3 separate regions of the Mus musculus genome follow, and all the other regions are linked to region 2. The links are chromatin contacts, called in public HiChIP or PLAC-seq maps. All regions are on one chromosome and are shown on one strand. The core of a region is the stretch at or near the end of the contact, and the rest is flanking DNA. Distances in the headings are between cores, read along the strand shown.

Region 1 (4,267 bases), core at 215-2,714, 230 kb before region 2:
AACTGGCTTAATCCTTTTGGTGAGTGAATGAAGACTTGGCACATGCTCCCTCTGGAAACCCTGGAGTTTTCCTTAGCCTTCCTTGGAGCCAGCTGACACTCTGAGAGGTCATCCCTCAGGTCTGGAAAAGCATTGCTCTCCAAACCGGTTCCATCTTGATGTGCTTCTCTGAAAGCCCTGCCCTGCTTTGCGAGTGGCTCGAACTCACCGGAGCTCTGTCTCTGCCGTACTCTTTTTTTTTTTTTCCTCCTCCTGACCCTTGGCTAGTCATAGCTTATTTCATTTCCTCGGTGTTTTTAGACCGTCTTTCACTGGCTTAGACCGTCTTTCATTGCCTTCTGGATACTAGCAGCCTGCAGGAGAGCGGGGTATGATTAAGGTCATCTGGGGATGCCTCCTCAGGCAGGCAGTGAGGGGCGGAGGTGTGGGAGGTGGGGGTGGGGGGTGATCTCTGCAGGCCACTGGATTCCTTCTCCTTCACGCTTCTCTGTTCTCTAATTAGTCACAGTTCTTAGGAAAAATAATTTCAGAACGTAATTGTGATGATGTGATTTGTTGAGTTGAAAACAGGTGCCAAATGATTCGCCAAACGTAGACTATTGCTGAAGCGCAATAAGAGGTAACTTAATGACAACCGCGAAGGACCCAATTCTTTCCTAGTTAGCAGAACAGAGACTGGCACTTAATCTCACAGGACTCTGGATTTCCTGGATTTGCATTAACCTGACCCTGGCTTTCTCCACACATTATCCACTCTCCAAAAAACGGCGTGGAGGTGGGTCTTGGAGCGAAGTGTCCTAGAGTCAGTGAGAATTTTTACAGCTTTTCTTCTGTCCAGCTTTCACTGGAATTTTATTGGCATTTCGAGCGAGAAGGAATGTTTTGGGTTGTGAGGAACGGACTGGAACTCTGTCAATGCGTTAACATCCCTGCACAGCAACCCAATAAATGCTGGTTTGTCACAGCCAAAAGCAAACAACAAACGCTCTCAAACATTCCCAGACACTCCTTGGAGGGCGGATACAGTTCCTGGTTGGAAAGTTCATTATGCTAAGAGAACAGGGAGTGTCGGGGCAGGGTGTGGGGGTGTGTGGACTCAGGCTCTCTCTATTCCACGGTGATGCTGACCTTCTGAGTTCTGGTCTACCAGCACCCAGAAAAATGCCGTGGCTGAAGAGGAACTCCGTAAATATTTGCTAATTAGCTGTCTTGATTCTTGTGTGCTCGCTTAGACTTCTGAAAAGCATGAGGCAGGGCTAATCCAAAGCCACGTTCAGAAAGTATTAACTGGTGTTGATGGAAGGGTAAACGACTTTCGTTAGACGACAACAGCCGAAGAGGGGTCCACACTCGTGACTTTTTGCCTCTGTTGCTTTCAGAGGGGCTGCTCCGTACGGTCTTGGGGTTAATCACTTGTCCCATCACACCAGGCACCGGGGCATATTCAGGTCACTGAGCATCTGCGGGGGTGGCTGAGAGGGTTCCTTGGGCTCCGGCCAGGGACTCGGGCTGTTGGCAGCACACACAGCTATACTTTTAAGGAATGGAAAACTTGGTAAGTACGCCAAAGTAAGAGAGAGGAGCAAGGTTAGGTCAGGCCAGGTCCCAGAATTGGGCACCCAGGGCTGGGAGGCCTCGAGATGAAGTGGTCACGGCAGGAGGGGGACTTTTACTTTGAGCCAACAATGAGGCTGGGCCAGTGTGACAGGGCCCTTTCCAGGGTTTATTTTCGAGGTCCTTGATGCTCTTGTCATTGAGGCTCAGGACAGTTTCTTGCTGATACAGGCAAGATAAGATGGGCATCAAGGACCCAAATGTCCACTATTCTCAGGAAGTTGGGATCAGGGACTCCGACTCCTTCTCCTAAAGGACTAAGACATCATACTTTTATTTCCCAGACAGATCACTAAAGGATTAAAAATAAAAAAGTCCAAGACAGGTCCATATCTTAGTAGAGAGTTAAACTTGTGTCGGGTTTTCTTTTCTTTTTTTCTTTTTCTTTTTATTTTTTTTAAAAGATTTATTTATTTATTTATTTATTTATTTATTTATTTATTTATTATATGTAAGTACACTGTAGCTGTCCTCAGACACCCCAGAAGAGGGAGTCAGATCTCATTACGGATGGTTGTGAGCCACCATGTGGTTGCTGGGATTTGAACTCCTGATCTTCGGAAGAGCAGTCGGGTGCTCTTACCCACTGAGCCGTCTCACCAGCCCTCTTTTTCTTTTTTAAAGACAAAATATTTATTCTGTACGTAAGTATGTAGGTGTGTGTTTGCATACACAGTACTCAAGGAAGGTCAATGACTCGCAGGAGTTGCTTCTCTTTTCCCACCATGTGGGGCCTGGGGATAGAAACCAGGTTTCCAGGCTCGGTGGCAACCACTTTCACCCACGGACTCATCTCTCTGGTCCCCACTTCTAGCTTTAAAGCCAAAAACAAACAAACTCTGCCACTAGGAGTCAGATTTACTTGGGCTAAAATTTGTTTTTCGGTAACATCTGGGTGCAATAGATGTTCTCTTGTACTCACGGAACACACTCAGTTTTTATTCTACTCCTATCCAGAGAAAAGAAATGCAAATGGTTCCCACTTACCTAGCCAGACTATCTGCAAATATCCAGCAAGATGAAATCTGACTTGAGAGGCAAAGGAATGGGGAACTGATGGAATGTGGTGTGCAGCCGGGCAGTGGTGGCACACACCTTAAATTCCACCACTCAGGAGGCAGAGGCAGGCAGATTTTTGAGTTCGAGGCCAACTTGGTCTACAGAATGAGTTCCAGGACAGCCAGGGATATGTGGAGAAACCCTGAGAAGAAGAAGAAGAAGAAGAGGAGGAGGAGGAGGAGGAAGAAGAAGAAAGAAGAAGAAGAAGAAGAAGAAGAAGAAGAAGAAGAAGAAGAAGAAGAAGAAGAAGAAGAAGAAGAAGAAGAAGAAGAAGAAGAAGAATGGGGTGTGCAGTTTACACACCAAACTTTTCTCCTTCTGCTCATTCCCCACCAGTGTGGATGGGTGGGGATCCCTTTTTAATTAGTCAGGAGTGTCAAATGGCAAATTCGATCTCTAAGTTCCTCTTCCTTCCCAGGTGAGCAGGATTTGGATCAATAAACTTTGGCAGTGGCTCTTTCCGGGAACCAGAGTGGCAAAGGATCTGAGGTAAAGACTCTAGACTGATTTTAGTGACTTTGATGGATGTCACTTTGTGGGAAGTGTCAAAGACAGTCGCAGAGCAGCAAAAGGCCACAGAAATCTGGTGACCCCCTGGGTGCATTAGTATGCAAGTATGTGACTCAGACCAGGATGTGTCAAGGCAAGCTTGCCACTCTACAGGTGGGACAGGATGCCTACTGTAGAGGACTGTCCCTCTCCTCTTACCCCTTCAGTCAACAGTAGGTCCTCTGGGTTTATTCCTGGGAGTTTCATCCAGATGTGTGCAAAGAAACTCAAAGATCACTTGAATATTCGTGGAGAAAGGGGCTGCAGACTATCTTTAAGTTTAGAGTGAATTTCTTCCTAGGTCACAGGCATCGTTTAACCTACTTTTGGTTATGTTCCTTCTGATTTCCTTTCAACTAAGAAGTCTTGGTTTTCAGATTCAGCTCTGCAACTTTTCAGTTATTAGCTTTTTGGGAAAAGCTGATAAACCCAAATTTGCATTTCCCTGGCCTTTAAAAGAGTGGGCATTTTAGGTGGTATTGAGTGCCCAAAACCTGTTTTTCTGAGGTTTTTATAAGGGATTCTTTCAAAGAGTAACAAGGTTCATAACATTTTATTTATTGTCCCTGTGTGCGCGCATGTGTGAATGCCTGCCACAGAATAAATGCAGGGGTCAGTTCTCTCCTCTTGTACGGGTTCAGGGTGGCGTATGGCGTCACACTCAGGTCATGAGGCTCGTCCACCAATCATTTTTTAGCTGCTGAGAGCTCCTGCGAGATTCTTTCCAGCATCATTCATGCTATTTCTGTGCAGTGGCCAAATGAGAGCAGAAGATCCCAAGGATCCCGATGGGGTAAGATGCGTTAGTGGTCGCAGAGTATGCCCCTGGCACATTTCGCACTCTGCTGGTGGAAGTACCAGGAAAACTGAGTAAGTTTGAGTGGCGGTTTCAAAGTCATAGCCTGTTGAACCTTCTGGACCAACTAAGGTTCTTGATTTTTTTCATTTGTTAAAAGTGTGAATGAAAACCAAGTGTGGTGCCCCATGTCTGTAATCTCCGGAGGCAGAGGCAGAGGGAGCTCCAAGTAATAGCATGGGACCTCTG
Region 2 (4,768 bases), core at 2,161-4,660:
TGATTCAGAAACCCAGCTGAGCACTGTGATACACCCAGGCAAAGTCTGCACCATGTGACCTGACTCCAACAGCCTAACATGTCTGAAAACGCGGCTGATCCCCTGCTCTAATTAGTACCACTACTCCTTTAATGCAATTATGATAGCACCACAGAATCCTCCAGCCTCCTCCCATTCACTCAACATAACTCTCTGTCCAACCAGAAATACTAGCTGACTCCTGATGAACTATCAGAAGCAAAACACTCACTCTTCATGGAAGAAAGGGAACAACAGCGAATGGGTGAATCTTTCTGACCATTTTAACCAAGTGGCTTTAAAGATCCACCACCGCCACTGCCGCAGACCCAGAGCATCCTGGGGTCATTTTCCCTTATGCTTTCAGGATTTGCAATCTGATCACGCAGATTGCACCCATGCCCTACAGGCCTGGGGAAATCTCTCTTTCCATATGTTGGCTGTGTAGCAAAATTAACAGGAGTTAGTAGTTACTCCAAATACCTTCTCCAATCAGTTCTAACGCTGTGTAGGAAGACTTACTGTCGCTTAGCTGCACTGAGAGAAAACATAATTTAAACTGACATATCACAGTGGCTGACGTCACAGGATAGCTTCTAAAGTTCTCATACAGAAGCTCAGAAATCTTTCTAATAATTCATACGTTTATCAAGTACTGAAAGGCCTACAAGGAAAATTCGAAGAAGAAGAAGAATTCATCTTAGTCAAAACTGTTGGTCCCCAACACAGGACTTGGTAAACCAGCATTCATAGTACCTGCCAGTCCATTCCAGTTTGAAACAAACGGCACATCTGGCTTGTATAAAAAGGCAGTGATACAGATAAGCCAAGTCCTGTAACTTCTGTTTGCCTCACCCAGCCTTTGCATAGTCTTATAACCCTCTCTGGTAGACAAACGGGATGACATATCGAAGCCCATGAGCAGAGGCAGGAGAGGCTGTAAAATGCTTAGAAAGCGTAAGCTTTTACACCGCCGTGAACCTGAGACTCCAAGTATCCGCAGAACTGCAGCACAACTGTAAAAGTCAAATATTTATACAGGTGCCCTACAAACCACTGTTCCTTGCACACCGTCCACACCGACGTTTACTATCCGTTAAGTAGTTTCAAAGTGCAACCGTATAAGTAACAGGCTTGGAGCATGATGAAGTTTATGACAGCCAATCTGCCTGGGGAGACTATGGAGGTGTGACTCCTGTCAGAACCTTCATCCAGCCAGCAATGGCCCGCCCGGGCGGTGTGCGGAGGTGGGGCCCGGGCACAGGTGCCTTTCCTCATCTCGAGGGAAACCTAAACCCTATCTTCATGGATAATTTAACAAGGATTGCTCCATAAATTTATGTCGTTCAGGACTTTCTTATAACTGCTTTTTAATAGCTTTCAACTACAATAGTTGTAGGAAATGAGTGATTGGGAATATCAAATAGAAGAGTGTGTTTCAAGCTGGGGGGGGGGGACTTAGCAGGAAAAGCTCCAGAAAAGACTACAGCCCCTCAGATCACATTGCATAAAAAGCCTATAGAACTTTCTAGAAATGCTAAAACTGCAAATGGCAGGGGCATCCCTGAAGAGATGCTACTTGAATTTACACAGAGGCCCTAATCCCTACTCCTCATCCGGTGTGGTGGCTGGCACCTGTAATTCCTGCACGGAGGAGAGGCTGAGGCAGGGGGATTGCTGTGAGTTTGGGAGCAGCCAGTGTTACATAATGAGTTCCAAGCCAGCTAGCCTGAGCTACAATACAGTATGAGGCAGTCTAGAAAAATATAAAAAAACAAAAATACCTCCTTAATGGACAGATTTCAAATTTTACAAAAAAAAAAAAAAATGCACCCTACATTCCTTTTTTTTTTTTTTTTTTTCTTTTTGAGACAGGATTTCGAATAACCCAAACTAGCCTTGAACTCCTGATTCTCCTTCCACCTCACAAGTGCTGAGTTTGGACAGATGTGTGAGACCGTCCACACCCTCTAACAACTTTAATTCTAAGTGTTCCTTCTAAAAGCAAAGAGAGAGTTGAGTGAGAAACAGAAAGAACATTGGTGAGCAGTCCACCAATGTTCAGCTCCTGAACTTCTTAGATCTCTTGTTTGCTTCATTCAGCTCTCCAGGTAAGAACAAAATGCTTATATCGCTGTGCAAAAACTAGGCTAAGCTTCAAGTCTGGGCTACCCACAGCTGTGGTCAAGGTTCCCTTCCAGTCTCCGTGCCACTTCACAAGGAAAATCTGACCAGGTTTCCAGGTGAGGAACCACGGTTAGAAGCAAAACTCCAAAACAGTGGTTTGTTTTTTTAATCTTAGGGGCAAAGCTACGAAGGTCGAGCCAGGAGTGGGACCCTCTCTCCACGTTCAGACCCTAGGACATGGTTCGGGGTGCGCCCTAGGAAAAGCTTGCAGTCAGTGCCCAGGAGCTAGGTATGTAAGGCAGGAGAGATGCCACAGGTGGCCCAGATGACTAGTAATTCACCATCACTTAGGCCTCCGGGAGGCCCCGAGCTCAGCGTGCCTCAGAGGTCGAAAGGTGCCCTCTCCCTCCATCTGACCAACTTTAAACAGCACACAGGAGGTCTAGAGAGGGGTCAAGTACCCACACACACACACCCTGAGCCGGCTAACTGGACTCAGGGTGCCAACCCAGGGCACCAATCCGGCCCTTCCCTTGGGACAGGGAGTGTCTACAAGTCCCCGAGGGGTGTGGGGAAGGCAGTGGGCAATGGGGCCCAAGAAGGGGCGCCTGGCGGGCAGATACAGCCGCGCCTAGGCCGACCGTCCCGCGCCTACCCCGGAGCCCCTCGGGGGGTGCAGGGCCGGCGACGCCCCACGCCCCCGGCGCCCTCCAGGTCTCCCAGACAACAGCCACCGCAGCACTTCCCGAGGCGGGTCCCCGCACCCGGCCGGGGCCCGGCCACCCACCTGTCCCGGGGGTCGATCCAGCTGGTCCTCCTGGTGTTGTGGTCGATGTAGAAAACCTTGCCGTCGTAGTCCCTGGCCTCCTCCCAGCCCCGGGGTAGCGGCAGCTGCCCGCTCCCGGCCCTCCTAGGCATGGTCGGCGGCCTCGCCGGCGAGCGGCGCCTCCATAGGGACCGGGCGCGGGGCGCGGCGGGAACGCGGGTGCCGGCGAGGGGCGTGCGGGGCGAGGGGCACGGCGAGCTACGCGCGGGGAAGCCTCGGGGATCCCTGCTCTCAGCCCTGCCGGAGATCAGTCCACCATGTCTGCGTCGGAACAGACGAGCGAGCCCTCCTCCTCCTCCTTGCCGCCGCTGCCTCCGCCTCTTCCTCCTCCTCCCCGTCCCCCTGTGGCCGCCGAGGGTCGCGGCGCCCAGGCTGCCCCGGCCGACGCCGTCTGGGCTCGGATCCGGGAAGCTCCGCGGAGCAACGGCCCGGCGGCGACTGGCCTGCTCATTTGCATGCGATTAGCATGCGCTCCGCCCCCGGCCCGCCCCGCGCCCGCCTCATCTGCATGCACATTCCTCGCCGCCACATTCCTGAGCTTAACCCTGCAGCTGCCGGGGCGGCCGCGGCGGGACGCGGGGCTGAGCCCGGGCGGGGGAGGGGAGCGACGAGGCCAGGTGGGAGGCGGTAGGGCGGAGGAATGCACAGCTCGCTCCCTCCTCTGCAGCCCGAGATGTCCCCTCTCCGCCAGACCCTTTGGGGATTTAGAGGGCTTTCTGGATGGAAAAAGAAGCCAAAGAAAAAAAAGTCTGCAACCTTCTCAACCTCTTTCCGTCTTCTAGGGAAACCACAAGACTTTCGAGAGGAAAGGGTGGGGAATGCTGTCCTGGGAAGAAGTCCCAACAAACAGTAAGGGCACAGAACGCCCCCACCCCCCCCACCCCCCCCCCCCCACGCCGCGCCCCGTGCCTTGGCTGTTCCCGGCGGTGGGGAAGTGTGCAAAAAGCGCTGGGAGTGTGTCCGGGGCGTGTCCGGGGCCGCGGCGCCCCCGAGCCTTCTGCTCAGTCTGGCCCTCGGTGACCTCACCAGGGCCTCGCGGGCCTAAGGGAGCAAAGTAAAGGCGGGTCCCTATCCATGAGAGCTGCGACATGTCCGCCCCAGTGGCCCACGGGGCAACTCCGGCCTGATCCTTAGAAGCGACAGGGCCACCCCGCCACTGTCGCCGCCAGTCAGCCCCGCGCGGGCCCTAGGGGTCCGAATCACCGGTGCTGCCCCGCCGGGTCAGGGGGCTGCACTGGCGGGGTCAGGGCCCTGTGCATCTGGCGTCCCCTTCTGGGTTTAAATCCAAGGGACATGGCTGCGTCCACTATCCAGTCCCTTCCTTCCAACTCTCTGTCCCGGGAAGTTCTCCACCCCAGTCCCGGACCGGGGGTGGGGGGTGGGGTGGCAGAAGGGGTTAATAATCACTCGGAAGGGGGCCAAGGCGGGAGTCAGTGGCCACACTTTGCTTGATCAAGGGTCCATCTGGTATGAGGTGTAGATCTCTCACAAACATTTATTTATTTAGCTATTAAGTGCTGATCGGCCCTGGGTAGGAGCCGGATGTCAGACTCCTAAGACGACAAAGCCTTGGCAGAGTCAAGACACTAAGCTTGCAGTGTCCCTTGTCCTCAGTCTGAGAAATAGCCTTTCGTCCTCAACCTTTACAGCCTGCTGTGCATTGCCAACCTTGTCAATATTCTCCCAGGCCTCTAAGCAGATGCTTTTGAAATGGCAGATTTTAGGAAGAAAGGCCCCAGAGCTCAATCCTTCACCTCTTGGTCTGAATTCCCTTAACCAGACCTGCCAATGTAATAA
Region 3 (4,753 bases), core at 1,645-4,144, 140 kb before region 2:
TAAAAAAAAATTTTTTTTGGTTATTGGTTGATTGGTTGTTTTGGAGATAGGGCCTTGTATGTCAGACAGCCTATAAACTGAGGTCCTCTCACTGTATCTTCTAAGTGCCAGAAATACATCGGCGTGCCCACTGTGGCTATCTGTATGGTGCTGGGGACTGAACCTAGTGCTGTGAGTATTGCACCAGTTCAGCTACATCTCTAGTCCCAGACAATACTTTTAACAAGCATTCACAGAACATTTAGAGATATCAAGGAGCGAGTGCTGTTTTTGCCAAGTATAAAGGAAAGATTAATTTCCTGGCATTTGAAACTGTAAAGTACTTTTGACGCTGAGTAGTGATATTTCCACGAAAGCCTTCAGTCAGCTTTGGAGCCCCAATCCTGATGTAGGAGAGGAAACAAGTAACCCCTTGGGTGGCGTCTACAGGGGCTTTGTTTTAGCAGGCTGAAGCGAACGTTTACCAGGGTGGGAAGTCCAGATGGCAGCTGACCAGGGTCTTCAGCAGGCTCCTTCCTACACTGGCTTGTCTCAGGCCCCCTAGGGCATGGCTTCGGGTCCTCTGTGCAGCGGCTGCCCTCTGCCAAGGGAACCCCAGACTCTCTCAAAGCCGCAGGTTCGTCAGAGGCCTCTCTTAGCATCGTTAGGCTATGGTGAAACAGAAGAAAACAGTCACTGTCAGTGTGGCAGGCCTGCTCCATGCTGTGTGAGTAAGCTGGTGACCCATTTACCTGAGGGGAAACTGAGTCACACATGTGACTAAAGACACGCTGTGACAGCAGGAAGCTCTTTAACTAAGTAGATCAAGAAAAAAGATTGTTTCAGGAATCCAGAGCAAAATCACCACTACAAAAATATTAAGTTTATGAAACTTAGCCAAGTCTCCTGATATTCAACAGAAATGTCCAAGGACCACAGACAAGTTTTAACTTCAGCATGTAAAAACATGATAGTCACTATAAAGTAACTTGATATTATTCAGTTCACTGTAGAATTAGTCATAAAACAGTTGACTATTCTTAGCTAAGACATGAGGATTGCCTGTTACTAACTGTTCACTGTCAGGCAGGCACAGAGCTGTGTGAACTATCAGGTGACTGACGGCCTCACATGCTCGTGGCTTGAATGTGACACGTGATGAGGACGTGACCACATGGCCAGAGAGCCGGCTCACTCGGTGGTTAAGAGCACTGGCTGCTCTTCCAGAGGACCCAGGTTTAGCTCCCAGCTCCTGCAGCAGTTCACAGACCTCTGTAACTCCAGGTCTGGAGGATCAGACGCCCTCTTCTGGCCTCTTAGGGAACTGCATGCACGTGGTGCACATGTAGACAAAACACCCATACACATAAAATAAAAATAAATAAAAATATCAAAAAAATTTTTTTAAAGTATGTGATCAGGGGCTGGAGAGATGGTTCAGTGTTTAAGGGCACCAACTGCTCTTCCGAAGGTCCTGAGTTCAAATACCAGCAACCACACGGTGGCTCACAACCATCTGTAATGAGATCTAACATCCTCTTCTGGTGTGTCTGAAGAAAGCTACAGTGTACTTAGATATAATAATAAATAAATCTTTAAAAAAGTAAAAAATAAAATAAAATAAAACAAAAATCTGTGATCAGGTTATACAGAGTGACACTGCAGGACCACTGTGAAGGGTGGAACATGGCACACTTGGCTGACAGAGTGACACTGCAGGACCACTGTGAAGGTTGGAACATGGCACACTTGGCTGAGTTTCCTGTTCTAAAACTAGAAAGAATCCTTTTCACTGACTTAAGTGTCAAGCCTTAACCACAATGGGTGACATATTGGCAGACTGACAGACTGGTTATTAAGTGTCCAGCCATGAAGGGAACACAAGGGAGAACCAATAGTGACCACAGAGAACTGAAAGTCCCCCCTTTTAAACCCACGAAGTGCATTCCTTGAACTGGCAGAAAAGCTTGATGCTTAGGGACACTAGGACAAACCTTATGAACGTCTCTCCCATGCTGGCCTTATCTACGGTGTCCCTGTGCCTTTGGACATCATGCTGTAGCCCTTCCTTACAAATGTCCACGTCTAACATTTGTGACATTCCTCATCACTCTGAATTTCTAACATGTTTTATCTTTGCATGTGTACATACATACACACGAGTGCAGACCTTACATGCTAAGTCGTCCAACCGTTGCATAATAGTATAATGACTGTTCATAAAAATTAATCTGAATTCGTTTATACATGAAAGCTACTCAAAATGGAGGCACTGGCTAAAATGTCTTTTAAGAGAACATAGCAGACACCTAGGAGATGGCCTTTGCATGCAGACAGACACACAGACACATGACCTGACATCCTTAAAGGACGGGTTGCTGACACAGAGGAGGAAACCCAAGACCAATATTGCAGTGATGATAGCGACTTTGCCTAAGAACATCCTGAATGATACTTCTGGGAGACAGACAGAGACAGAGACAGACAGAGAGAGAGAGAGGGAGATAGAGACAGACAGACAGAGACAGAGAGAGACAGACAGAGACAGAGATGGGGCGAGAGAGAGAGAGAGAGAGAGAGAGAAGAAAGTTGCAACCCTTTAATACATCATGTTGTCATGATCCCTAATCATAAAAATTATTTTGCTGTTACTTCATAATTGTAATTTTGATACTGTTATGAATCAACATAAATATCTGTGCTTTCTGATGGTCTTAGGCAACCCCTGTGAAAGGGTTGTTCAGACCTCAGGGGTCCCTACCTGCAAGCTGAGAACCACTGCTCTGTAACATAAGACTTCATAGCTTTCTAAATGAAAGTGTAGACAAAAATCAAATGCACAGCACACAGCAGGCACTGCCGCAGGAGCAAGAGAAAGAGCCCAGCTAATGGGCTGACCCTGCCAGTTTCTCCCTTCCTTCCTCTAACTCTCCAATGACAGGGAGAGGCTCTAGCCAGCACACCCTGATGCTGCACTGTTTGCCACAGTTCCAAACTAAGATAGGAACCTATAAACCACCCCAAAGGTCCTGAGAGAAACTAAGTCTGGCCCAAGTTCCCCAGAGAAAGGCAGAGGCTGCTCACCAGTCTCTCCCTGGACCCCGCCGCTCTGGCCTTAGCTCCTCCTCCTCCTCCTCCTGGGCCAGTTCTTGTTCCACAGCCAAGAGCTCAGCTGAAGTTCTCGCAAGTAAGGCTGACACGGCGTCCTGCAGAACGGAAACCATACGGCACTTAACACCAGACACTCCAAATCTGATGCAGACTTACATTTCCAGCTGTGAAGAAACAGCTTGTACCAGACCTGCTGAGAACAGATATGAGAGCTGAGCAAAATGAAACCAAAAACAAACACAAACTCCCAGATGTTGCAAGGCAAGAGGACTGTCAGGGGGCTGTCAGGCTGGAGGGCTGAGGTCTCAGAGAAAGCGAAGACAGAAGAGAGGTGGCCATCACTGCCAGTGCTTCCTCTAACGGCATTTGTCAACCTAGCCATGAGGCCCGCAGGCTCAACAGATGGGCGCCTGGAATGGTGGCCCCGCAGCCCACAGCATGCAAACACCAGCATGGAGTGCAGAGCTACCAAGGCAGTCCACATAAAAGGGGTAGAGGAAATGAATGGTGAGGTGGGCCCCAAATTACACATTTTGCCTTCCAAAGCTACATCTGTACAAAGCCAGACACAGCGAAAGCCAAAACCAGTCACTAGCAACCTAAACAGCCAGCAGATATCTCATGCCTCACAGGGCTCTAAGAGAGAAAACTTGGAATTCAATCCCCCTAGGTGACACAGGCAACTTTCCCATGGTGTCATCTGCCTTCCAGAAGAGCACCAGCTCCTCTCCGCAGTATTTCAGCTGGCGCTTTTATAATACGGCCAGCATTCCACCAATAGCTAAGGGTAGAAAGCCACCCCCCCTCCCCCAAATAGACAACAGAGGCAGACTCACAAGTGATTCACACACTGCAGTTTATCAGAGATAGCAATTAAACTTTGGCAACTCGCATATTAAAGAAAAACTGATGAAATTACAGATTCTTCTACTAACATGAAGACAAAGAAAACCACAGCAATGCATAGGAAAACAGCTGCTGCATGGCAGGGAGGAGAGAACCTGGCGAGCAGTGGGAGGAGACAGGGCGGGGTCCACTCTACCAGTTTAGGTTGGGTCGGTGGCAAGATGACAGCTCACAAGGCCATGTCCATGGGAATGGATGTGAGAGAAGTCAGGACAAATAGCCACCAACAGAGAAGACAAACAGCTAAGACAGGTTAGTTGGTGCCCCAGTCACGGCAAGGGATGTATGTTCAAGGACTCTGGCCACTGATCATCCTAAGAACTGGGGGTAAGAGAAAACCAGGGGACAGGTTTGTACCGCTGAACACTGAAGCCACAGGCTGAGCCGAGGACACTGGGAGGAAGAGTGGAGCACGGTGCCTTACTGGTGTCTGAGAGAGACAGACAGTTTGGTAAAGGAGCCTGAAGCCGAGAGTCCTGACACCCCCCATGCTCTAATACCATGGCCACTGCCAGGACAAGCCATTAGAGGACCCTCTCTGATCAGGGACACAGGAAGTTGGTGGCAGAACTTGATGCAGCATGCCAGTAGAGGGGCTGGAGCAAAGGTGGACAGGCTCTGCACACCCTTGGAGCCCAAGGCACAGAGCCTTACACATCAACTGGGCTCCACAGCAACAGAGGCAGGACTGTAAGCTCAGCCCGGGAAGTCAGACTGGGGGAGCCTGGCAGAAAACAGCCCGACCACAAGACTTCTC

What was found. HiChIP or PLAC-seq counts read pairs in DNA pulled down with a chosen protein or histone mark.
Region 1: an H3K4me3 HiChIP or PLAC-seq map of stem cell-derived neural progenitor cells shows a contact between it and region 2, with 44 read pairs. The contact joins the enhancer-like site here to the promoter of Wwc2 in region 2. A contact is called at or near these places in 1 of 39 promoter capture datasets (cranial neural crest), 3 of 484 Hi-C or Micro-C datasets (cochlea, embryonic stem cells and uterus), 9 of 115 datasets of contacts at active chromatin or transcription factors (bone marrow-derived macrophages, embryonic stem cells, pancreatic cancer cells and 1 more) and 1 of 9 other capture datasets (pancreatic islet).
Region 3: an H3K4me3 HiChIP or PLAC-seq map of bone marrow-derived macrophages shows a contact between it and region 2, with 4 times the contacts expected there. The contact joins the enhancer-like site here to the promoter of Wwc2 in region 2. A contact is called at or near these places in 9 of 39 promoter capture datasets (the 3T3-L1 cell line, the C10 cell line, the HPC-7 cell line and 4 more), 7 of 484 Hi-C or Micro-C datasets (B cells, the CH12 cell line, bone marrow-derived macrophages and 4 more), 19 of 115 datasets of contacts at active chromatin or transcription factors (the HPC-7 cell line, bone marrow-derived macrophages, craniofacial prominence and 12 more) and 3 of 9 other capture datasets (adipose tissue, liver and macrophages).

What each region holds. Positions count from the first base shown.
Region 1 is chr8:47,763,222-47,767,488 of GRCm38.p6, forward strand. No RefSeq gene overlaps it. Among named protein-coding and RNA genes, the nearest start is that of Gm31786, 15 kb to the left of the region's middle. Within about 2 kb of position 1,465, at least 58 of the 459 cell types and tissues checked have an H3K27ac peak or open chromatin away from gene starts, as enhancers often do. A contact at or near this core is called in cochlea, embryonic stem cells, stem cell-derived neural progenitor cells and 1 more, where this site is marked.
Region 2 is chr8:47,987,134-47,991,901 of GRCm38.p6, forward strand. It overlaps Wwc2 (WW, C2 and coiled-coil domain containing 2), which reads right to left and starts at 3,411. Exons shown (of 23, transcript NM_133791.5): 1 at 2,933-3,411. The coding sequence starts at 3,063.
Region 3 is chr8:47,848,842-47,853,594 of GRCm38.p6, forward strand. It overlaps Wwc2 (WW, C2 and coiled-coil domain containing 2), which reads right to left. Exons shown (of 23, transcript NM_133791.5): 17 at 3,064-3,185; 18 at 465-648. Among named protein-coding and RNA genes, the nearest start is that of Cldn22, 27 kb to the left of the region's middle. Within about 2 kb of position 2,895, at least 92 of the 459 cell types and tissues checked have an H3K27ac peak or open chromatin away from gene starts, as enhancers often do. A contact at or near this core is called in adipose tissue, bone marrow-derived macrophages, female germline stem cells and 4 more, where this site is marked.